3 separate regions of the Mus musculus genome follow, and all the other regions are linked to region 2. The links are chromatin contacts, called in public promoter capture Hi-C maps. All regions are on one chromosome and are shown on one strand. Each heading gives the region's core, a stretch centred on a gene start, on an enhancer-like site or on the middle of the called end of the contact. The rest is flanking DNA. Distances are from core to core; before and after follow the strand shown. Region 1 holds the start of Tie1 (tyrosine kinase with immunoglobulin-like and EGF-like domains 1). Region 2 holds the start of Rps8 (ribosomal protein S8). Region 3 holds the start of 2510003B16Rik (RIKEN cDNA 2510003B16 gene).

Region 1 (3,535 bases), core at 479-2,978, 1.3 Mb before region 2:
CATGAGATGTTATTTGTGTCAAGTTGACAAGGGGTGGATTGTAGTGGCTATTCCTGGTTGTCAACTTGACAATATTTGGAATGAACTACAATCCGGAATTGGAAGGCTCACCAGTGACCCTTATCTGGAGGCTTGGAGATCCTTATCTGGATCTTGGTTTGAAGATCTTGAGCCGTAGTGGCTATGGATTCCAGAAGATTGAATCTCCGAGTTAAGGAACACACCTTTAATCTGGGCTATGCCTTTCATCTGGGATTAAAGGTGTGGTGGAACACACCTTTAATCCGGGCTACACCTTTTGCTGGAGACAATATAAGGACATTGGAAGAAGGGAGTCTAGCTCTTGCTCTTGTTCCTTTGCCTGCTTGCTGCGTGAGACTGAGTAACTGCTAGATCCTTGGACTTCCATTCACAGCTGCGACTGAATCATTGTTGGGAATTGGGCTGCCAACTGTAAGTCATCAATAAATTCCTTTACTATCTAGAGACTGTCCGTAAGTTCTGTGACTCTAGAGAACCCTGACTAATACACCAAGTTTCCTGATTTAAAAGACGCTGAAGCAGTTCAGAAATTCTTCCTTGAAGAGACACAGCTTGGTGAAGGGTTATTAGCACAAGGTGACTACGAGAAGGGTGTGGACCACCTGACAAATGCCATTGCTGCCTCCGCAGCTGCTGCAAGTGTTCCAGCAGACTCTTCCACCACCAGTGTTCCAGATGCTCCTGACCAAGCTTCCGACCGTTAGTCAGAGAACTGTAAGTGCTCAGAGCCTGGCTGACAATGATCTGGAATGAACCAGATAACAACATAATAAAATCTCAGTAAAATAATTTAACAGTTAGCTTGGAAGCTGGTCAGCTCTGGGGAAATCAGGGTAAATTGTGCTGTCATGAACTGTCCCACACTGACATCGGCCAAAGTGAATATGAACTTTGGTAGATCCAATGCCTGTTCTATTTATTTTTCCAGTGAAAAGTATTTTGATAGAGCTTTTCATTTTGTAAATACACTGAGTTAACCAAAATATCATGGATTTCCGTTTGTTCTTAAGACATGCAACTCGTCTACGGCTATACCACTCTGAACGCGCCCGATCTCGGAAGACATGCAACTCAAATGTAAATACAGTAGAATATTACTTAGGTAGAAACTCCTGGTGATTTTAAAAGATTGGAAAAGAATATGAGGAAGAGTTGAATAATGCAAATTCTAGTGTGTGTGCTACCGAAGTGAACACTTAATGCACAGTCTACAGACTAGGACATTTTATCGTGTGTTGTAAAATTGGGTAGAAACTTGTGTTTGTGAAAACTGAGCATTAAAACCTTACAGAGACCGTTTCTTGTTTACTTTTGAAAAAAAAAAGAGTCACGTGAGCCTCATTTTGTATTTGTGTGTGTGTGTGTGTGTGTGTCTCCCCTCCTCCCAGCGTGTGTGTGCTGGGAGGAGGGGAGACCCCAGAACAATGTCCTGCCTCCAAACCTTCTCAATAGGCGGAAGCCACTGGCTTCCTCCCTTTCCTGTCTCCCGTGCTCCAGCAATGCAGATGGAAGGGACCGAAGGGATGGGAGAGAGAGCCCAACCATCCCCAGATCTGTCCTTGTCACAACCTGCCTCCCACCTCTAATGCCCCCCCTTCCAGAGACTTCCAGGCCACACCCATCCCGGGCTTGTGGGGGCTGGACACGGGAGGACTACAGGCGACAACTCTTCCCACCCTCTCTCCCTGCCACCCCTCCTACCCTAACCATCATTTCCTCTTCCTCCCCAGCACCGAGGTGCACTGAGCTGGACAGGCTGAACACTCAGACCCACAGCAACTGACCCCGGGCCCAGCTGGCCTTGGCTGGCCCAGGGCAGCTTCCAGAGTATGGTCTGGTGGGGATCCTCTTTGCTGCTCCCCACTCTTTTCTTGGCCTCTCATGTTGGTAAGTCTTCCCTGGAGTGAGCAGAGCTCCTCCCTGACTCTTGATTTCAAGGCCTTAATTCCAGCCCCCGACCCCCAAGAAACCCTAGCCTAGCCTAGCAATAGACCTCACAATATGGTGGTGAGCATGGGTTGGGGGAAGGGAAATAGAGAGTTATTGTTTAATGAGTGTAGCATTTCAGTTAGGGTGTGGTGGTGGACTTCTTTAATCCCAGCACTTGGAAGGCCAGCCTAGACTACACAGAGGACTCCATGTTAGCCCCATAAAGACTTATGGAGACCTTACGTCAAAAACAAAAACAAGAGCTGTGGAAATGGGTGGTGATGTTCACATGAGGTTATGAATGCATTTATTAACACTGAATTGACTGTTTACAAGTGGTTCTAACGGTAGATTCTAGGGTATGTGTATTTTAACACAACTTAAAAATTGCAGGGACAAGCAGAAACTGACATCATCATCATCATCGTCGTCGTCATAGCGTCATGACGATTTTGATCCACCAAGAATGAGGTCAGGGTGGGGAAAACTCAGGCAGGTGCTAGGAATCACTGCCTGGAGGGGGGAGAGGTGAGTAGGGGCAGAAGTCAGCCATCAACTTGGACCTCACGAGTAACTGTGTTGGGCTTAATCAATAATTCATTGGACAGACAAGCATGGTGGCTTTAACTCCAGTACTCAGGAGGCAAAAGCAGGTAGATCTCTGAGGTTCGAAGCCAGCCTGGTCTACATAGCAAGTCCCAGGACAGCCAGAACTACATAGAGAGACCCAGTCTCAAAATAATAACAATAATAATAATAATAAAATTTATTTAGCACCAATGATGTTCCATTAGTTGAGAATATGGCAACACCTAAACCTATCATATGACAACTAAATGATGCTGGGCTCCCAAAGGTTGATACGTTTGTTGTTTAAATGGAGCTGTGTGTACAGAGGGCATGGAGAAGCTTCTGAATGCTGGTGGCAGGTCCTTTCAGTCTGCTGACCAGAGAACTAGAAGTCAGAGGCTGCCTTTGAGTGGTTCTGTCTGGTGGGAAACACAGGCCAGGAATGAGGGCCAGACAGAAGCAGACATCAAGAGCTTTTGAGAAGCACTGAGAAGAGAGTCAGCTTACTCTGCCACAGGACCAGAAAAGTCATGAAGGGTTTCCCTAAGAGAGGTAGTCAACAGAGTAGCAAGTGCAAGCTTGGGAGGTATGGAAGCCCATAAGAAAAAACTGTAGGCCAGGCAGTGGTAGTGCACGCCTTTAATCCTAGCACTTGGGCAGCAAAGGCAGGCGGATTTCTGAGTTCAAGGCCAGCCTGGTCTACAGAGTGAGTTCCAGGACAGCCAAGGCTACACAGACAGGGCTATACAGAGAAACTCTGTCTCAAGAGAAAAAAAAAAGAAAAAAAAGAAAAAGAAAGAAAAGAAAAGAAAAGAAAAGAAAAGAAAGACGAGAAAAAGAAAAAAAGAAAAGAAAAAGAAAAACCTGCAGAAGTATGTGCCAGCAGACTGGAAGCTAAGGGAAGAGGAGCCTGGGCTTGGACAACCTGGCTCTGCTCCCTTCTAACTGTATGACCTTAGGCAAGTTTTGAGCTTTTGCTCCCTGGTTATAAAAC
Region 2 (3,230 bases), core at 241-2,740:
ATATTAAAATGATTAAATGATATTAAAACAAAATTAAAAATCTCTTCAAGCCAGGCGGTGGTGGTGCACGCCTTTAATCCAGCACTCGGGAGGCAGAGGCAGGTAGATTTCTGAGTTCGAGGCCAGCCTGGTCTACAAAGTGAGTTCCAGGACAGCCAGGGCTATTCAGAGAAACCCTGTCTCAAAAAAACAAAACAAAACAAACAAACAAACAAAAAACCCCAAAAAAACAAACACAACAAAAAAATCGCTTCAAAACTGTAAAATCGTGGGGGGGGGGGGGGCTGGCGAGATGGCTCAGTGGTTAAGAGGGCCGACTGCTCTTCCAAAGGTCCGGAGTTCAAATCCCAGCAACCACATGGTGGCTCACAAACATCCGTAACGAAATCTGATGCCCTCTTCTGGAGTGTCTCAAGACAGCTACAGTGTACTTACATATACTAAATAAATAAATCTTTAAAAAAAAAAAATCGGATACACGCAGTAAAAACCTCAGAATCAAAATTTAAAACATTTGAAGTTAAAGTTTAAAATTCAAAAAGAAATCGGTCAGGTGAGAGGTCCCTTTAAAAGTAGACGTTCACTGACATTCAAGGCGACGTTTAAGTTTAAGAAATAAAATGTACTGACTGAGCTCTCATCTTGTCTGACGCCGGAGCCCCACTGTCCTCTGCTTTGATTTCACTTGGAGGGGTGTCTAGTGCCTCAGTTTCTCCTCAGCCGGCCGCTTGTTCCTCCCACTGAGCAGTAGCTCATTCTTTAGCTCAGGCTAGCCCTCAACTGGTGATAATTCTCTGTCTCAGTGCTGGATTTCAGGTTTGACCCACTGGGCCAGACCAGATTGTCAGATACTTTGGAATTGGAATTTCAGGAACTGTGAGTCGACCTAAGCACTTGATGCTTTTGAAGAGACCCTGAGCACAGTTTGCAGTACCAATCTTTCCAGAACTAAAACTGTTTTTAATTTCCTTTTTGATTGCTAATTGCTGCCATGTAAGAGATACACATGAATTTTGTGTGTTCATATACAGGGTCAAGTCCCCCTGTGAACAGAGCGTTGGAGCTTCTACTACTTCACTTTTCCAATTAGGGCCCTTTACTCTTTTTTCTTTTTTGGTTTTACAAGTTTACAAGGGTTTCTCTGTATAGCCCTGGCTGTCCTAGAACTCACTTTGTAGACCAGGTTGGCCTCAAACTCAGAAATTCGCCTGCCTCTGTCTCCCGAGTGCTGGGATTAAAGGCGTGCGCCACCACGCCCGGTTTAAAAAAAAAAAAAAAAAAAAAAATTTAAAGGACAAAATGTAAGCACAACAGGCAGGCAAGTGTGCCCTATAGCTCAGCTTAAGGAGCCCGCCCTCCAGACCGCCCAAGGTCAAGGGATTTGAGGCGGGGTCCGCGTGAGTTCGCACGCCGCAGGACCCTCCCCTGTGCCAGCGTCCCAGGCTCGCCGCGGCCCCAGGTCCTTCCCGGCAACCGGAAGAGACGTAAAGAAGGCGGGGCTGAGTTTTAGAAACCGGACCGTGAAGCTTTGCGCTTCCTCTTTCCAGCCAGCGCCGAGCGATGGGTGAGTGTTGCTGCGGGCCGGGTCGGGCCGCGGGGGAGCGAGCTCCATCCGTCTCCATCCTGCCTCCCGACGCATGCTCGGCCCGACCATGGGCCACGGGCAGCCGTGGCAAGGGCCTGCGGTGGGCTAGGGCTGTGGAGATCGCTGCGGCCGCCTCCGGGGCTCCGGGCTGCGAGCGGGCCAACATGGCTGCCGCGGGCCGGGCCGCACGCGGATGATGACACCTGGGTATGCTGCACACTCCCGACTGCGTCGTGGGGAAGCCAACCTTGGAGAGCTGAGCGTGCGGGCAGCCCGCGCAGCGCGGGGCTCGGGAGCGGGCTGATTGGCCGGCGGCGAGGCCCGGTTGCTCAGGCTTGCGTCCTCGCTCCCACACACAGGCATCTCTCGGGACAACTGGCACAAGCGCCGCAAGACCGGGGGTAAGCGAAAACCCTACCACAAGAAGCGAAAGTATGAGCTGGGACGGCCCGCTGCCAACACGAAGGTGCGTGCGGGGGTCGGGGGGAGGACGACTGGGAGAGGCTGCCTTCCCCTGCGCTAGAGCGTGTTTGCTGGGGAACACGAGTGGCTGTGATCACCTTTGTAAGGCTCAGGTTTCTCGGTGCTGGCGACTGGACATGGAAGTGTGTCCACGTGCAGGGTCTGTGCACCCTAATCTCCAAGCTTAGGGTCTACTGGAGCCTAGGAGTGGGAGAGCTGCAAGCTTGGTGTGTTCCTTACTGGGGTTCTTCCTGTGTTAGGGGGGGTCTGGCTTTTTCTGGAGGTAACTAGGGTGATGAAAACGTATCCTTAGGCGTGGTTATGGCCGTCTTGGCCACCTGTACACCACTTGCCAATGCAAGGACTTGTCATAGTTACACTGACTGTTACCTCCGTCTGGTTCGGGTTCCTCTCCCAGTCCCCACTCGTTTTGATGACACATGTTCTGGCCTTCTTGTGTTCTCTAGATTGGCCCTCGCCGCATACACACAGTCCGAGTTCGAGGAGGCAATAAGAAGTACCGTGCCCTGAGATTGGATGTGGGGAACTTTTCCTGGGGCTCTGAGTGTAAGTAGGTGTTGAAGTATTTGAATTTGTTCTTGCTGAAAGATCCTGAGGTAGTTGGAGAATTCTTTGCCATATTCTGATCTCTTAACTCCTGCAATGAGAGGTGCTTTCTAGAGAATGTTAAAAAAAGATTTCAGTAATAAAAAAACATTAACTGCCCCAGCCCCTGATTGTGAATCTCTCTTTGTATGCAGGTTGTACTCGCAAAACAAGGATCATTGATGTTGTCTACAATGCATCCAACAACGAGCTTGTCCGCACCAAGACCCTGGTGAAGAACTGCATCGTGCTTATTGACAGCACGCCGTACCGACAGTGGTACGAGTCCCACTATGCACTGCCCCTGGGCCGCAAGAAGGGGGCCAAGCTGGTGCGTTGTCTTCCTGTAAGGGGTTGATTGGCTGGGGGTGGGATGGGTGCTGCCTTCTTGTGATGAAAATACTGTCCAGTTCTGCTACTGAAGGAATGAGATGAACACTTTAGTGCTGAAGAAGGCAAGCATGGCGACTTGGGGGGGGGGGGTTCAAGGAGGCTTGTGACTTTCCTGGTGACAAATCAATTCATATTCTTTTCATTCAGACTCCTGAGGAGGAAGAGATTTTAAACAAAAAACGAT
Region 3 (3,324 bases), core at 475-2,974, 1.0 Mb after region 2:
TTTAGCACTAGGAAGTAGAAACAGGAGGTTAGCACTGGATACATCAGACCCAGTCTCAAAAGAAGCAAAACAAACCTTCAAAAAGGAAATACTTGCCAGGTGTGGTGGTGCACGACTTTAATCCCAGCACTTGGGAGGCAGAGGTAGGTGGATTTTTGAGTTCGAGGCCAGCCTGGTTTACAGAGTGAGTTCCAGGACAGCCAGGGCTATACAGAGAAACCCTGTCTCAGAAAAAAAAAAAAAAAAGAAAAAAAAAAAAAAGAAGAAATTGAGATTAAAAAAAAAAAAGGAAATACTTATATATTTTCTAGGGCTAGGTAGAGTTTCTTTCCTTTAAAGAATATTTCTCTGTTATTAGAGCGTGTATGTACATGATGTTTGTATGAGGGTGCGCATGTGCCATGCTGTACATATGGAGGTCAGAGGTCAAGTTTGTGGATCAGTTCTCTCCTTTCACCTTGGTGTGGGCTGTGGGCACTGAACTCATGTCCTCAGGCTTAGGTGACACATGCTTTTATCCACATCCACACATCCCTTATACCCCCCATTTTGAGACAGATTTTGACTATACAGCCCAGGCTGACCTCATAGTCATGGCAAAGAAGTTAACTGTTCTTTTTGTGTATGTGATTTTGTTTTTCATTAAGTTGCTCACAGCCTTCTTGTCTCCCAGCAAGATATTCCTATGGAAATTAAAATTTCTTCGGTTCATTGTTCCCAAAAGCCAAGGAAAGGACATAAGTATCTCTTTAGTATATCCTCATTTCTGCTAGGCGGGCTGGGGATGACAGAGGGTCATAAGTTTAAAGATAACCGGGTTACACAGCAAGACCTTGTCTCAAATAACAACAAACCTCAGCAGTGACCGCCTCACGAAGTTCTACCACTATGCTATATTCCTAGTGCCCCCAAGACACCACACACACACACACACACACACACACACACACACACACACACGACAAAATGGGGACAATAAACCTTATCTGAGGATAGTAAATGATTTATAATAGCTAAGGAGATCCTTTTAAGTAGATAGTGATTAAGTGTAATGGGCATGCTATTTTGATTAGTGAGCACTTAGGTAATACATGGGGGCTATGTTAAATACTTTGAACACTTTTTTTTTTTCCCGTTCTTGGAGGGTCTTTCTACAGAGCTGTCGCTGTCCTGGAACTCATTATGAAGACCAGGCTAGTCTCACAGAGATCTGCTTGCCTATGCCTAGTGAGTACTATAATTAAAGGCCTGCGCTACCAGGCGCAGCTACTTTGTTCACTTTAATTAGACCCTGTGAATAATCCCTTAGGAGAGGTACTATAATAATATCACTTAAAGGAAAAACGGATTTTTAGAGAATGGGTGACTATGCCCCAGGAAAAGACAGCTAGCTTATTTCAAGACATCTCAGACCAATTGGCAGTGCAGCACCAACACCTCCGCTCACCTTTTGACTGGCCACTGGCCTTGCCTGCTTCCAGCTCAGATTTCTGCTCCAGGTCTGGCACAATAAAGAGCCTGAATCAAATTCCCAAAAATGTGCTGCCTTTTGAAATCTATTCCAGTAGCAACTCCTCCGCACAGTACTTCGGTGCAAAACATCTATTTGGTTCAGCTGCTTCGGCCAAAGGCAGGAGCCAGGAAGAGGGACCGTTGGCAAGTAAGAATTCTGGCACCTGCCTGTTGCTGCCACCAGGATAAGCCACAGCTCCTAGTGGTCTGTTGAGCCTCTGGGCGGAAATCCAAGACCCTTATTAGCCTCAGCCCTAGGCCCGCCCCTTCCTTTAGGCCGGATCGTCGAGCGTCAAGTTCACTGAACGCAGCCAATAGGGGACTGTGGTGGCAGAGTGGCGGGAGGTTCGATTGACACTGCCTGGAGGCTCTTAACGCGCGCTTTGGGAAGAGGAAGAATAAGGGGAAAGATACCGGAGTCGCTCTTTGCCTCTCTTCAGCTTCTAAGATTCTCCTCCTCCCAACCTGGATTTTTAACTGGTCCTTCCTGGGTTCCTGTTTAACTTCCCACAAGGCGTTCCTAGGTCTCTGCTTGCCTTCCTCACACTGAGGTTTGATGTCGGTCCAGCTCTGGTAAATTCTATCCCTCTCCTAAGAATTCAGGCGTCTCGCCTTCGTACTTAAGACTGTACTTTTTCGTAGGTGTTACTCTCAGGGAAGCAGCCCAGCTAGGGACGTTATTCCAACTCCACTTTGCTCATCTGCAACTTCAATCTGTCTTCTTTCCCATCCTAGATTTAGACCCAGCTCCGCTTGGACTTGGCTTTGGATATTTTGACCTTGAGGAACTTGGGGACCGACATTCCTGGTTTGGACCCAAGCCTCATCCTCTGATTGCATCCCCTCCCCTCATACCGACTCTTAAGACAATATTTTCAATGATATAGCAACTTCCTTTTATAGCATCCCCTGGTCCTGCATTCTCTGTTGCTGAGTGCTTTTAACTTCGCTGATGGGCACTTGACATTTGATGCTTCTGGGGCCAGGATGGTAAGTGTGACCTTAAGCTGACTTAAGGGGCCTGGCTGCAGGATCACTGCAGGAACTCACTTTCTGTTCTCCCTTGCAGAGGAGGAGCTTAGCTCCCAGCCAGTTGGCTAGGAGGAAACCAGAAGACAGATCATCAGATGATGAAGACTGGCAGCCTGGGACAGTAGTGAGTGTTTAGGGGAATAAGGAAAATGAGGTTCATAGTCATCTTGAGAAAGTACCTTTCATACATTTTTGAAGCTTTTTTTTTTTTTTTTTTTTTTTTTGAGATGAGCTTCTCACCAGGTCTGTAGACTATGGTCTGTCTCCCAAATGCAGTGTGTGGTCGTAGGCATGTGCCAGGCACACCTGGCACTTAAGGTTTTTTTTTTGAAACAGTGTTTCTCTGTGTAGCCCTGGCTGTTCTGGAACTCTGTTTGTAGACCAGGCTGGCCTTGAACTCACACAGAGGTTCCCTTGCCTCTGCTACCCAGTGTTGAAAGTGAAGGTGTTTGCCACTACTGCCCCGCGTAAGTAAATTTTAATGAAAATTTACAGTATACTAAGCATTGGAGAAGATTAATAAAATTGTTATCCTTGGGGCTGGAGAGATGACTCAGTGGTTAAGAGCACTGACTGCTCTTACAAAGGTCCTGAGTTCAAATCCCAGCAACCACATGGTGGCTCACAACCATCTGTAATGAGATCTGATGCCCTCTTCTGGAGTGTCTGAAGACAGCTACAGTGTACTTACATATAATAAATAAATAAATCTTAAAAAAATTGTTATCCTCCAGGTAGGTTCACTAGAAATTAATACAGTTTCAGTTTTCTTGGTGGGAG

What was found. Promoter capture Hi-C pulls out the DNA fragments that hold promoters and counts their contacts.
Region 1: a promoter capture Hi-C map of liver shows a contact between it and region 2, with 2.7 times the contacts expected there. The contact joins the promoter of Tie1 here to the promoter of Rps8 in region 2. A contact is called at or near these places in 3 of 39 promoter capture datasets (hippocampal neurons and liver).
Region 3: a contact with region 2 is called in a promoter capture Hi-C map of pre-B cells. The contact joins the promoter of 2510003B16Rik here to the promoter of Rps8 in region 2. A contact is called at or near these places in 8 of 39 promoter capture datasets (3T3-L1-derived adipocytes, the C10 cell line, cranial neural crest and 5 more).

Annotation. Positions count from the first base shown.
Region 1 is chr4:118,488,042-118,491,576 of GRCm38.p6, reverse strand. It overlaps Tie1 (tyrosine kinase with immunoglobulin-like and EGF-like domains 1), which reads left to right and starts at 1,728. Exons shown (of 23, transcript NM_011587.2): 1 at 1,728-1,929. The coding sequence starts at 1,872. It also overlaps the pseudogene Gm12859.
Region 2 is chr4:117,154,392-117,157,621 of GRCm38.p6, reverse strand. It overlaps Rps8 (ribosomal protein S8), which reads left to right and starts at 1,490. Exons shown (of 6, transcript NM_009098.2): 1 at 1,490-1,564; 2 at 1,945-2,051; 3 at 2,515-2,614; 4 at 2,809-2,984; 5 at 3,194-3,230. The coding sequence starts at 1,561. It overlaps Snord55 (small nucleolar RNA, C/D box 55), which reads left to right and starts at 1,774; the gene lies at 1,774-1,851. It overlaps LOC115490046 (a small nucleolar RNA gene), which reads left to right and starts at 2,333; the gene lies at 2,333-2,436. It overlaps Snord38a (small nucleolar RNA, C/D box 38A), which reads left to right and starts at 3,048; the gene lies at 3,048-3,106.
Region 3 is chr4:116,122,240-116,125,563 of GRCm38.p6, reverse strand. It overlaps 2510003B16Rik (RIKEN cDNA 2510003B16 gene), which reads right to left and starts at 1,724. Exons shown (of 3, transcript NR_131048.1): 1 at 1,448-1,724. Rad54l (RAD54 like (S. cerevisiae)) reads left to right here and starts at 1,875. Exons shown (of 18, transcript NM_009015.3): 1 at 1,875-2,502; 2 at 2,582-2,668. The coding sequence starts at 2,500.